3 separate regions of the Mus musculus genome follow, and regions 1 and 2 are each linked to region 3. Evidence: chromatin contacts called from public promoter capture Hi-C data. All regions are on one chromosome and are shown on one strand. Each heading gives the region's core, a stretch centred on a gene start, on an enhancer-like site or on the middle of the called end of the contact. The rest is flanking DNA. Distances are from core to core; before and after follow the strand shown.

Region 1 (3,973 bases), core at 589-3,088, 330 kb before region 3:
TATGTGTATGAGTGGTTTTATTTCCCTATTTATTTATTTATTTCATGTATATAAGTATACCATTGCTCTCTTCAGACACACCAGAAGAGGGCACCAGACTCCATTGTAGATGGTTGTGAGTCACCATGTGGTTGTTGGGAATTAAACTCAGGACCTCTGGAAGAGCAGTTGGTGCTCTTAACCATTGAGCCATCTCTCCAGCCTGTGTATTTTTGTTTTGCCTGAATGCATATATGTGCACCATTTGCATGCTTGATGTCCAGGGAATCCAGAAGAGGAAGGTGGCCCCTGGATCTGGAGTTACAGGTGGATGTGAGCCCCACTCTGGGTCCTCCGGTAGAGCATCTTCCCAGTCCCCCTTGCCCCCCTTTTTAACTGATGGAGAAGTGAAAGCAGACGGCACATTCTGGACAGGCAACGCACTACTACTACACTATATCCCAGATCCTCCAGTAGTTTTGAGACAGGACCTCACTTCAGCTTGATCTTTTGTTTTGTTTTGTTTTGTTTTGTTTTTGTTTTTGTTTTTTTCGAGACAGGGTTTCTCTGTATAGCCCTGGCTGTCCTGGAACTCACTTTGTAGACCAGGCTGGCCTGGAACTCAGAAATCCACCTGCCTCTGCCTCCCAAGTGCTGGGATTAAAGGCGTGCGCCACCACGCCCGGCTCGGTTTGGTCTTGAATTTGCTGTGTAATCCAGTCTGACTGGAAATAGAAATATGCTTGAGACCATGATCATACCCAAGCTGAGACATTTTGGAATGCAGGGATCACAGGCATGTATCACCACACCTGTTTATATGATGCTTGGGATACAAGCCAGAGCCTTATGTATTTAAGGCTAAATAATGTACCAACTGAACTACATTCCCTAGCTCTGGGACAGATACCTAAAGATGTTCCCTTCTGCTGCCCCTCTTGCTTGTTAGTGTGTGTGCATAATCCCATACTCCAAAAAGGAATTTATGCAGTGAATATTTATTGAATACCTAAATCCTAGATTATATACAAGAACTACAGGAGTAACAGGATCCAGGATGTCATTTGTGACAGTTACGTGACACAAAAATCTTTTTGCTTTACTCTATCTAGGTGAAGTGTGTTTTTACCTTCAATGTAGTAGTAACTTGGACTTTGCATCTTTCTTTAACTGCATTTATATTCTGTAGGAAATGTGGTTTTTGAAGTTATGCTGAAAAATCCAGAGGCAGTATCTCTAAAGGAGATAAGTAAAGATTTGCTCCCAAAACAAGCCAAAAATCTATTTGGATAGACGGAAAAAGGAATCAGGCTGAAATAGCTATGTAGCTTTGCTTTGCGGGTACCCTCAGAAAACCAGTACTGACTGGGATCCCTGGACCTGTAACTTCATCTTCTGAGGTCTTGGTTTTTGAACGTCTTGGAGTGCGTTCTCGACTCTCGGCAGCTGGTGAACAATGCTCAACTGCTGATATGCAAGAGGACCTTGCGTAATAGGCTTGGGTTCCCCGTACCGGTGCTCTCACCGATGCTGAGGCGCTTGAGTTTACACTACTACCGCAAACCGCAGCAGGAGAGGTCCGGACCTCAGCTCCAGGACGCAGGTAGAGCACCGCGCCAGCCCCGCCCTCAGGAATCAAGCCCCGCCCTCTATCTAATCGGTCGCACTATGATTGGTCTCCGCAGAGCGCACGGGTCCAGCCCCGTTCCGCCTCTGAGGTCCCGGTCCCGCCTCCAGGGGTTATGCCCCGCCCACGCAGGCCACTTGCTGCAATCCCATTGGTTCCTGCGGTGCGCACGGCGCCTCGCCCCCGCCCCACCGGCGCCCTGGCCTCCCGCCCGCCGCCGGCCCCCGGCTCCCGGACTGAGGTTGATCGGGCCGCTGCTTCCCGGACAGACGCGCGCCCTCGACGTCCCTGCTCCTGCCTGGGCTCGGTGTAGACTTCGCAGGTAGCCGGGTGAGTGCGGTTGGCAGGTCTCGGGTTTCTGTGATCTGCCGATCGAACGCAGGGCGCCGGCCCGGCGCGGCCTGAGGTTCTGTGGCGCCGCCCGTGTCGGTGCCAAGGAGCGCGCGGGCGACCGGCGGGGCCCGGCCTGCGCCCGCGTCCTCTCGGCGCCCCGTGGCCCTGACGCCGCCGTGACCCGCGCTCAGCCGAGGCAGGCCGCTCCGCCGCGCATCTCGTCCTGAGTCTGGGGAGGTCCCCAAGGCGATCGGTAGGGGATGGAGGTCCTGTGGGGCACCGCCGCAGCCGCCACCGAGGCCCCACGAGCGTCTGGGGACGAGCGACCCTCCCGTTTGCTCGGAGCCGTTGCCAGGAACTGTCCTTGTATCCTTGACTTTCCCCTCCATCCTGCAAGCGCTGGGGGGAGAGGGAGGAGAGGGAGGAGAGGGAGGAGAGGGAGGGAAGTCTTTGGGAATTCATCCTAAGTGGCGAGTGGCCTTTTCAGAGAAGTAGCAGAGCAGTGGTCGTTGTAGGCTAGGCCATTTTGGTCTTTAGCCAGTAAGTTGGTTTTCACCACTGGAAGGTACTTGAGCCTGAGAGGTGGGTAGATACGTGACCTTTCCGACCGTAGCAGCAGAGGGCTGGGCTCGCTCTTCCACCTTGCTGCTGCGATGGGAGGAGGGGCGTGGGAATTCAAACCTCTCGCTGGAGTAGATATGCTCACCCTCAACAACATCCACCCCCCTACCCCCCCGTGCATCCTTCGCGCTCCAACTCTTCACCCTATTTGTACCACAAATCCCATTTCTAGATAATTCCAGGGGCGCTTATTCCCAGGCTTCTCATCCTCCTTTCTCGTTTGTCTTTTCTACCTGTGTGCGGCTTCCAAAAACCAGAGCCAAGCAATTTAAACACTTAAACGAGCATAGTGTTCAAAGACTTCCTGATCCTAAAAATGAAACCCAGAGGTTAATTTGCATAGCGATGCTTCAAGAAAAGCAGGTTTAATCGGAACGGGGTGAGGATGTAGTTTTTTCCTCTTCAGGAGACACACCCTTTGATCCTCCCCATTCTTCCTCTATCAGCTAGACAGCAGCCTTCAACGCTATTGCGTTGTTTGGTTTTGGTTTTGGTTTTCTAAATTCACTACTGGGGTCAATTGATTAAAGAATCAATCTTGCTTAGTCCTTATGTGTCTTTTAATGTAATAAACATTGAAGAAGATTATCAAGTAAAGTTTTCAGACAATACAGAAACAGCAAATAAAAAGTGAAACCCTCCAGCACGCCTTAAATCCCAGCACTCAGGCAGGTGAGGCCAGTCTTGTCTACAGCTCCAGTTCCAGGACTGCCAGGACTATACAGAGAAACCCTGTCTTGAAAAAAAGGCTGGGGGAGTTCCTCAAAATTCTCTCCTTCACTCTCCACTCTTTATGTCCCAGTTCTACTCTTTTTTTTTTAATTATTTATTATATGTAAGTACACTGTAGCTGTCCTCAGATACTCCAGAAGAGAGCATCAGATTTTGTTACGGATGGTTGTGAGCCACCATGTGGTTGCTGGGATTTGAACTCGGGACCTTCAGAAGAGCAGTCGACGCTCTTAACCACTGAGCCATCTCGACAGCCCCCCAGTTCTACTCTTAAGGAGGCCATCATAACACAATGCTATTTGGCAACAGATAATGACACATTTACACATTGATGTATGTAGACTAATCTTTTTTTTTTTTAATTAAAATTTTAAAAGTTGCTAAGAGGGCTGGAGAGGTGGCTCAGAGGTTGAGTGCTCCCTGCTATGAAAGAGGACCCAAGTTCAGTTTCTTGACTGAAGCCACATCAGACTCACAGCTCCCCTGAAACTCACACTCCAGGGAATCCCATGACTTTGGCCTCTGTGGGCACCTGCACTCAGATGCACTCCACACAGGATCACATATATACAATTTCAAAAGCCGTGTGCTGTTATTTGGATGTACAATAATGTGTTTTTGGTCTCTTACTGATAGACATTTTGGTTGCTTCACCTTGTAGGAGAGAGTCCTAAACACCAA
Region 2 (4,442 bases), core at 488-2,987, 440 kb after region 3:
ACAATGAATGACATTCTCTGTAAGCAAACCAGAAACCCAGCTCAAGTCTGCACTTCCAGTTTCTTTGCCTAGTAGTCTGTCACACGAGCAGAACAGAGCGGAGCAGACAGGTGACTTTACCACAATTATGCTGAAAAAGAAAAGAAAAAAAAAAAAAACGGTAGCAAGGGGGTTGCTAGAGTCTGTGCCCAGCCTGAGCTAGGCAGAAGGTCCCAAGAGAAAGGATGTAGGTAGAGATAGATGCTTCTTGGGGTTGATGGAGAAAGATGCCGAGCACATGGAGATCCGGGGCGGTTGCAGTGGTAAAGACATTTGTCACTTTGAGCATGGATTCTAAAAACCATCCCCACAACTAACTGCCACCTGCAGCCTTGCCTCACACCTTGCTAAGGTATTTTGCTCAGAGGTCAGGTAGGAATTCGCCAAAGAGCACATTGATCTTTGACTTGGCAGGAGAAAGTCGTGTGTGTGTGTGTGTGTGTGTGTGTGTGTGTGTGTGTGTGTGTGTTGGGGGGGGGGTGCTGCCACCTTTTGTTGGAGAGTCATGCCTCTGAGTCCAGTCTCTGTTCTGTCAGCTTCTATCAGTCTCCGGGCATCTCCACCAGACCTCCAGTCTTCCCAGGCTCCCCCCCTCGAGGCTGGCTTGGACTTTCTGTCCAACGTGCCCTGGACAAGTCTCCTTACATGGGTACCCTGGAGTCTGGTTGGGACGCACCCTTATCGTGTGAGTGGCCAGCCAAGTGCAACCCTTCGTCCAGACCACGGCAATCTTCCAGAGTTGGGCGTGGTACCGGGCTCAGCTTAGGGGTCCGGGCTCAGCTTAGGGGTCCGGGCTCAGCTTAGGGGTCCGGGCTCAGCTTAGGGGTCCGGGCTCAGCTTAGGGGTCCTCTGGTGAACATGCAAAGGTCAGGGCTGCGTCGCCGATGCCCAGGAAACTAACAAAAGTCAAGAGAGCCTAGAGAAACTCGAAATAAGCCCGGCCTTAATAAGGGCTGACTTCCCTGCTACCACCACCTAGATGCCAAGGGCTCCCACGAGGCAAGATAACTAGTTAGGGAGAACACTTCAACTTTAATCCAACCAGGTAGTGCCCCATGCAGAGGCCACTCACCTGGGCAACAGCTAGGGGAACGCGGGCTCGAGGCAAGCAAGAGCGCTCTTACCAGAGAAATCGGTGAGCGCGGAGGTCTCTTTGGAGCACACTAGGACCGTGCAGTAGAACAGGCGCAGAAGCTGCCCCGGAGGCTCTACCTGCCTGCGGAGGCCCTGATTCTGCGCCGATTGGGGCGCGGGTGGTGGACGCGGGTGTCCTGGCAGGAGCATGATGCGCGGCGCGGCTGGGCGCGGGCGCTGGCGCTGGGATCGCAGGCAAGGAGGACCGCGTCACATGGCGGGGCGAGTCTGTAGCCACCAGCTCCCGGCCCCCTGCCGCCTCCTTGTCCAGGCTGCTGGAGCTTCTTAGGCGGTCGCCGCCGGGTCCGGGATCCCCAGCCAAGGGGAGGGGGCGGAGACCCGGGGCGGGGCGAGGATCCCAGGGAGGCCGAGGCGTAGTTTCTTCAGAAGAAATCTTCCTGGCTCCATGAACCTAGGGAGCCAGCCTAGGGAGTTTAGGGGGTGTCACCTCGTGCTCCGGAGCTTGGCCGAGGCCGATCGGGGGCGCCGAGCCCAAAGCGGAGAGCGTCTCCAGCAGCGACCCGATGCTGCGCAGCTTGAGCGCTTTCCACGCCGGTGTCTCTAGGCGGGGTGATGGTCAAGAGCTGCTGGCTCAGCTTGCGCTGGCTCGGCGCCAACCTCACCCAGGCCGGTGGAGCAGCGCGGCTGGTGCCCGTCCGTGACGCACTTTAGAACCAAGGCAGCAGCGTACAGCCCTGGCTAGAGGGGAGCGGAGATCGTGGGAAGGGGGGTGGGAGGTGAGGTCCCGGAGATAGAGACATTACCGTCTCTGCCACCTTCAGCGCTTGTTGTTCAGCCACCAAGCACGCAGTACGTCTGATCGCACTGAATGGGAGACTGGGTCCTCAACTTTCTGCCCACCATAGAAATCTGCCTAGGCTCTAGCAGTCCGGACCTGAGGGAGCTGGTAGTCTCAAACCAGTCACGAGGCTCCGAGCCAGGTTCCTTTTGCTCGGATGGAGCTTCCTGTGGGTGCTAGTTGACAGCAGCCCTCGGGGATCTGAAACTGGGCTGGAATAAACAGCGGCTGAGCGCTTATAATTGAGCTTTGTTTTAAAATGGGCCACGGCATCTATATGACCCTGTTGACTACGTGCGGTGTCTACGCATTTGGACACCCGTAGACCAATAGATCGGTGATGACACCAGGGACGATGAGCGGGAGTCCAGAGCTGCGGGGCCAGGTGCTAGGCACTCGAGAGACCCCAGACCTAAGAACAGCGCAGGCGTCCAGGCCCCGCGGCGCCGGTGGGAAGGAGGAGGGCCCGGCGGGCGGGCGGGCGCTCGGCACAAAGTGTTCCCCATCCACCGCCGGGAGGGCTTGCCAAGTTCACCCAGCGCGCCTGACGCGGAAACGTAGATAATGAGGCCCAAGGGCGGGTCTAGGCTTCCAGCCCCGCCCTGCTCTGGGAGCAGAGCTCAGAGTGCGGAGGCCAGGCCAGCAGAACAAGAGGACACTCTGCCTCCCTGTGGCACTGTCTCAGAGCTGGACCACTAGATTCTAGGAGGATGACAGCCACACATCCTTCGGGGGGCTAGGTCGCCCAAATTGAGATCCTGAGGGTGGGAAGAAAATGCTAAATACTGGTGTTTGTATGGAGAGACCCAGTTTGCATAGCCTTGGGCTGGAGAGATGGCTCAGCGGTTAATAGAACTTGCTGCTTTTCCAGAGGACACTAGTTCAGATTCCAGCACCCAGCGCTGGCAGCTTGCAACCACCCTGAATCTCTCTCAGGGGACCCACGAACTCGAACTCTACTCTGCCCCCCCCCCCACACACACACAATCTTTTTTAAAAACACAGCCTCAATAATCATGGGATATAAGTTTAATATGAACGTCTTATGTTGGGTAAACTAAGGCTGGAAGAGTAGGTAAGGTTGCTCAATTCACAAAGACCACTGGAGAAAGAGTGTGCAGACCTCGGGTCCCTCCTATTCGTCTATCTTATCCCCTCATCTAGATCTAGATTGGCTACCAGTGTGTGTCAGGTTCTTTGGCAGGGCATGAAGATGCGGGCCCAGTAAGGGAACCGTGCTCCCTGAGGGATGGGGGCAGGCAGCATTGTGCTGTTGGGGCTGTAGAAGCTTCCAGATGTCTCTGACACTGTGAGTGCATCTCCATGCGTCCATATTGTCAGGCTGTGACCAGGTGATGCAGGAGATGTGTGTGAAACAGCCTGAGACACACAGAAGGTATTCGGTCCACGGGAGTCATCACTATACCAGGGAAGACAAGACCTTGGACCAACCACACCAAGTGAATGAATCCTCACAAAAGACAAGGAGCTTAAAGAGCACAGGAGAGTGAGAGGCAGGCTGGGGGCGGGGAGTGTAGACATTAGGGAAATGTTTATCATTAGACAGATGGAAAAGACAGGAAGAGTTGACTACAACATTCGAGCCAACAAGACCAGTGATCTGGAGGTGTGTGATCTTGGAAAGAGAAACCTGAGCTGAAGAGATGCTCAGTGGTTAAGAGCATTGACTGTTTTTGCAGTGGACCTGAGTTCAGTTCCCAGCACCCACATCTGGCAGCTCACAACTGCTTATAACTGCAGGGAATTGGATATCTCTCTGTTTCCTCACTCACATGCATACACATACATGTACACATTAATAATAATAATAATAATAACAATAATAATAATAATGAAAAAGGAAGAAAGAGGGACCTGAAGGTTAAACTCTGAGAGGAGCATGCTTCCACAGAAGAATGGGAAGTCTAAGGTGTCTGGAGCAGAGAAGTCGGCACAAAAGATGGAAGTCTCCTGCCTCAGAGACTCTGACAGGCCCCAACTCAGGTTCTGAAGGCTTAGCTAAGCAAGTGCATGTCTATCTGATGGGAATGTATGTGGGGTACACGTGTGGGCATGCACATGGAGGCCAGAGGACAACTTGGTGGGGGGGGGGAGGGTCATTCCCCAGGTACCGTCCACTTGTTTTTCTTTTTGAAACAGGGTCTCTCACTGCCCTGGAACTTTCGGAGAAGGCTAGGCTTGCTGGCCAGTAAGCCCCGAGACCTACATGTCTTTATCTGTAATCCCTCTGTTTGGGGATTACAAGCTATCTACCTTGCCCTGGTTTTTATTGCATGCACTCTGGGGACCAAACTCACTCATTCATGCTATGGGCTGAATCATCTTTTCAGACTTTAATGAGCACCTCGGTGTCAAACTGTCAAAGGTTTGTGAATAGAGAAGTGGGGTGGTCAGACATCTGATGGTAGAAACATTATTGTTGATAAGACCTAGGGATTGACTCAATGGC
Region 3 (3,895 bases), core at 101-2,600:
CTGTTGGGGAGCAGCTCTTAGGCCAGGGAGCGGAAGCATGCCAGGAAACCAAGCTGGGGGCAGCCTTTCGCTGCACCCAGGGCAACCCCCTTATACCGCACCGGCCGGCTACCGTCCTCCCCGACTCCGCGATGCTCACGGATACGAGAATAGCCCGCGGTGGTGGGGGTTGTCACCCCTGCCAGTGGGTGAGTTGTGGTGGGGATGCGAAGACTTCTGGCTCTAAACAGGTGGGATTCATCTAGAATCCCAAGCAACTACATCGCTCCTTGGAACACCCGCTTGGGTTATTTTAATTGCCAGGGAGTGGGGGCGGGGAAGAAGGCGCCCTACAGTCTGTCGTCTGGGAGAGAAGTCTGGAAATGTCCTCCTTTCTGGGGCCAGCTCTGCCTAGATCCAGGACGCGGGGGCGCGGGAAGATTGGCTGAGGTCGCGCTCCGCCCCGGGCCCAGCCAGCCCTCACTTGGAGAACTGGGCCTGCACCGCTGCCAAGCCCAGGCCGGCGGGGACCAGATGCGGGAACTTGCACACCGCACAGGAGCAGAGGCCAGGGCTACCCGCGCCACCAGCTGGGAGAGAGAACTGGCCGCACGGTGGCTCGTCGAGCGCTAGAGACAGGTACTTGGTGGGGCGCAGCGTTTCGGGGGGTCCCACGGCACCGGGTGCCAGCAGCACAGAGCCCGGCGCGGCAGCCAGAAGAGGCAGGCCAGCGAGGAGCAGGCGCGGGGCGGCGGGTCCCGCACCGTCGCCGAGCGCGCGGCGCAGCTCCTGCAGCGAGCTACCCAGCAGCAGGATGTAGTTGCGGGCGAGCAGCAGCGTGGCAATCTTGGAGAGCTTGCGGCCCGGCGCGCCCTGGCAGTGCGCTGCCGAGTAGGGTAGGATAACTTCGCGCAGCGCGTCCATGGCCAAGTTCAGGTCCTGCATGCGCTTCCGCTCGCGGCTGTTGATCTTGCGCCGCAGCTGCTGCTGCTGCTGTTCCTCTTTGGCGTCGGCCCGGGCGCCCCCGGACTCTGGCGCAGGTCCCCGAGGTTCAGCGAGCGGAGCTTCGGCCTTCTCGCGCGCAGGCTTGGGGAGAAGGGATGCGGTGGAAGAGGATGAGGATGAGGATGAGGAGATAGGTGGCTGCCTGTAACCCACCAGCTCATACAGCGAGGCCCCGAGCTGCACGTCTCCAGGCCGCTGTGGCCGCAACATGGTCGCGGGAGCCGCGTTCACACGCGCCTGGGAAATCGCATAGTACATCTGGGGCGGGGGCTGTGGGGCGACCCGGGGCGCCCTTCACTAACGCCCAGGGGTGGGCCGGTCGGCAGATCGCCCTCCCCGCGGACCTGCGTGCCGGCGGATGACAGTGAGGGGCCGTGCGCGCCTGACACCTTTAAACCCGGCTTGGGAACCTGCGAGGACCGCGGTTGGCGGGGTGCAGCCAATGGAGGCGTGAGCTTGGCCACAGGCGAGTGTTCATTGGTCGCCTGAGCAGAGGTACAGCCAGAGTTGCCAGAGAGGGTTATCGTGGGGCGCCTGCGCGGGTGCCACAGCGCCCGCCCTGGGAGGGCAAGGGAGGGAGCTTTAGGGCAAAACATTGTTCCTTCCGAATTCTAGTTCAGCTGGTCAGGCTAAAATGGCTTTTGCCTCCCTTTATCTCTCGAGCTCTATTGCCATCCCTTTTTATAGTTACATTTGTCCTTGTAAAATGTGATCAGCCAGTAATCCCATCGCTGGGAACTACTGAAGCAGGAAGGAGAGGAGGCCAATCTGGGCTCCAAAGTGAGAGGTTGGCTGTTATAAAAATGCAGTCTAATATTCATAACATGAAACGTAACCATCCCAGAGTGCGCAGTTCAGTCGTTAAAACGCCTGACTGTTGACACGATTTTGCAACAGATGGCCAGGACTTGTTTGCTTTTTGCAAAACTTAAACCCTTAAACCATCAAAACAGCAACTCTAACTCTTGGTAAGCATTAAAGAGAAAACCCCCTCTGCTTGTCTTAGTTCTCACTGCTGTGATAAGCACTGGAACCAAAAGAAACTGAGGGGGGGGAGTTCCCTTGGCTGACACCTGCCAATCACAGCTCCTCACTGTGGAAAGTTAGCTCAGGAACTCAGGAAGTTAGCAGGCACAGAGGCAAGAACCAAGAGTAGCCAACTGAGGGGAGCTCTAACCTGCTTCCTTCTGCAGGCGCAGGATCGCAGGATCGGGTTACCTTTCTTATAGAGCACAGGCCCACCTGCTGGGAATGGTGCCAGCTCGCAGTGCGCTGGGCCCTCCCACATCAATTATTAATAAAGAAAATGCATCAGCGAGGAGTCCACCAGGCTGATCTGGTGACGTCAGTGTTCTCATTTGAGGTTCCCTCTTTTCAGGTATATCCAGTTGACAAACAACCACTTCTCCACCTTGGTAAATATCACCCCGGGTGGGGTGTGTCTGCGTGACTTTGTTTTCTCTGGGAATCCCATATAGGCAGTCAGTCGTATTTGTCTCCCATATACACAGTCGTATTTGTCTTTTAGTGGCTCATTGTTCATTTTGGTGACTTAGCATGTGTTCAGGCTTCATCCATGTCAGATATAGCGCGCATCTCGATTCTTCTCCTCCTGTATCCAAGGTCGGGCCCCACTCCGTGTTTATTAAAAGATAACTTTAAACTTAAGATCCTCCTTGTCTCTGCCTCCCGGATCCTGGGAATACAAGCACTCACTCACCGTGCCCAGTTTATGCACTGGTGTGGATCTGAAGCCAGGGTTTTGTGCACACAGGGCAAGCACCCTACCCACAGAGCCACGCAGTCCCAGCCTGAATTCTTCCTGCTGAAAAAGCCAAATAGCTCACTACACTTCCCAGGGACGTCTTACATTTCCTGTAACCACCGCCTTTATCTGAGCTCACAGAGGGTGGCTTCAACCTCAGGGCTATTAGGACAATGCTCCTATGTGTGTGTCTACCTGACCAGGGCGTAGGATGGTTACTTTCCGTTACTTTCACCCCAGCTCTCTGATCCACAGGTCTACAAGGATGAAGGAGTCTTTGGGGTTACAAAACATCTCATCCTTCCCCAAAGGGATGTGAGCTGTTTTTATCAGTGACTTGACTCTTCCTTAAGCAAACCCCACTCTGGCCTCTGATCAGAAAGAACATAACACCCGACATTCCTACCTGTTGAGGGGGGTACCAAATATTTCTCGAGCACAATGGGATTCCTTGTGGAAGCTGGCATCCCTGCACACAAGTGGGGCATACACCTGCAGCTTGTCAGAGTCCTGAACTGTCCCTCAGGAAGAGTTGTACGGTATCTAAAAACCCACTGACCAATAAGTGGCATCAGGCCGTTATGTCACTGTGAATTAGATAATAAAATGAGGGTCAGAATAAAATGCATCTCCAGTTGTACACTCGTTGCTTCAGGTGCACAACAGTGATTGTTGTTACCTGCAGAACAGCAGATGTGGGTCCTCCTCCCACGGCAGAAAGGTCAGATCTAGCTCCTAGCAGAAGATGCACTTCGCCCTGGATACTTTTTATGGAAGACAAGAAGGAGTGCCTGCCGTAAGAACTGCCGTTTGCTATGAACACACTTGCTGACTTCAAGACGGCCATGTTCTTTCACCAACATCGGTCCTCCAACCTCCAAGTGAACTTGTAACATCCTGCGTTGGTGCAGACTCAACACAGCTTTCCTCTTTGCCTGGGATACTCCCCAGCTCTCCTCTGTCAACATACTTGACCAAACACTGGCAGTATTGCTCCAGCCTGGATTGTCTTATGTGTAGAAATTATCTTGTCCAGGCAGGATGGTTTCCAGAGCACCTGTTTGTCTCTACATCCGTCTGAAGAGCAGTATCATGCTTTGGTGTCTCCTGTGTGTCTAAGAGATGCGAAGGTGGGTTTGAAATCAC

Evidence for each region. Promoter capture Hi-C pulls out the DNA fragments that hold promoters and counts their contacts.
Region 1: a contact with region 3 is called in a promoter capture Hi-C map of embryonic stem cells. The contact joins the promoter of Tmem50b here to the promoter of Olig1 in region 3. A contact is called at or near these places in 1 of 39 promoter capture datasets (embryonic stem cells), 2 of 115 datasets of contacts at active chromatin or transcription factors (embryonic stem cells and large pre-B cells) and 1 of 9 other capture datasets (liver).
Region 2: a contact with region 3 is called in a promoter capture Hi-C map of erythroid cells, with 2.1 times the contacts expected there. The contact joins the promoter of Eva1c here to the promoter of Olig1 in region 3. A contact is called at or near these places in 4 of 39 promoter capture datasets (cranial neural crest, embryonic stem cells and erythroid cells), 1 of 484 Hi-C or Micro-C datasets (embryonic stem cells), 2 of 115 datasets of contacts at active chromatin or transcription factors (both in embryonic stem cells) and 1 of 9 other capture datasets (macrophages).

The regions. Positions count from the first base shown.
Region 1 is chr16:91,595,545-91,599,517 of GRCm38.p6, reverse strand. It overlaps Tmem50b (transmembrane protein 50B), which reads left to right and starts at 1,838. Exons shown (of 7, transcript NM_030018.3): 1 at 1,838-1,936.
Region 2 is chr16:90,828,154-90,832,595 of GRCm38.p6, reverse strand. It overlaps Eva1c (eva-1 homolog C (C. elegans)), which reads right to left and starts at 1,737. Exons shown (of 8, transcript NM_001199210.2): 1 at 1,164-1,737. The coding sequence starts at 1,323.
Region 3 is chr16:91,267,224-91,271,118 of GRCm38.p6, reverse strand. Olig1 (oligodendrocyte transcription factor 1) reads right to left here and starts at 1,350. Exons shown (of 1, transcript NM_016968.4): 1 at 1-1,350. The coding sequence starts at 1,242. The coding sequence ends at 460.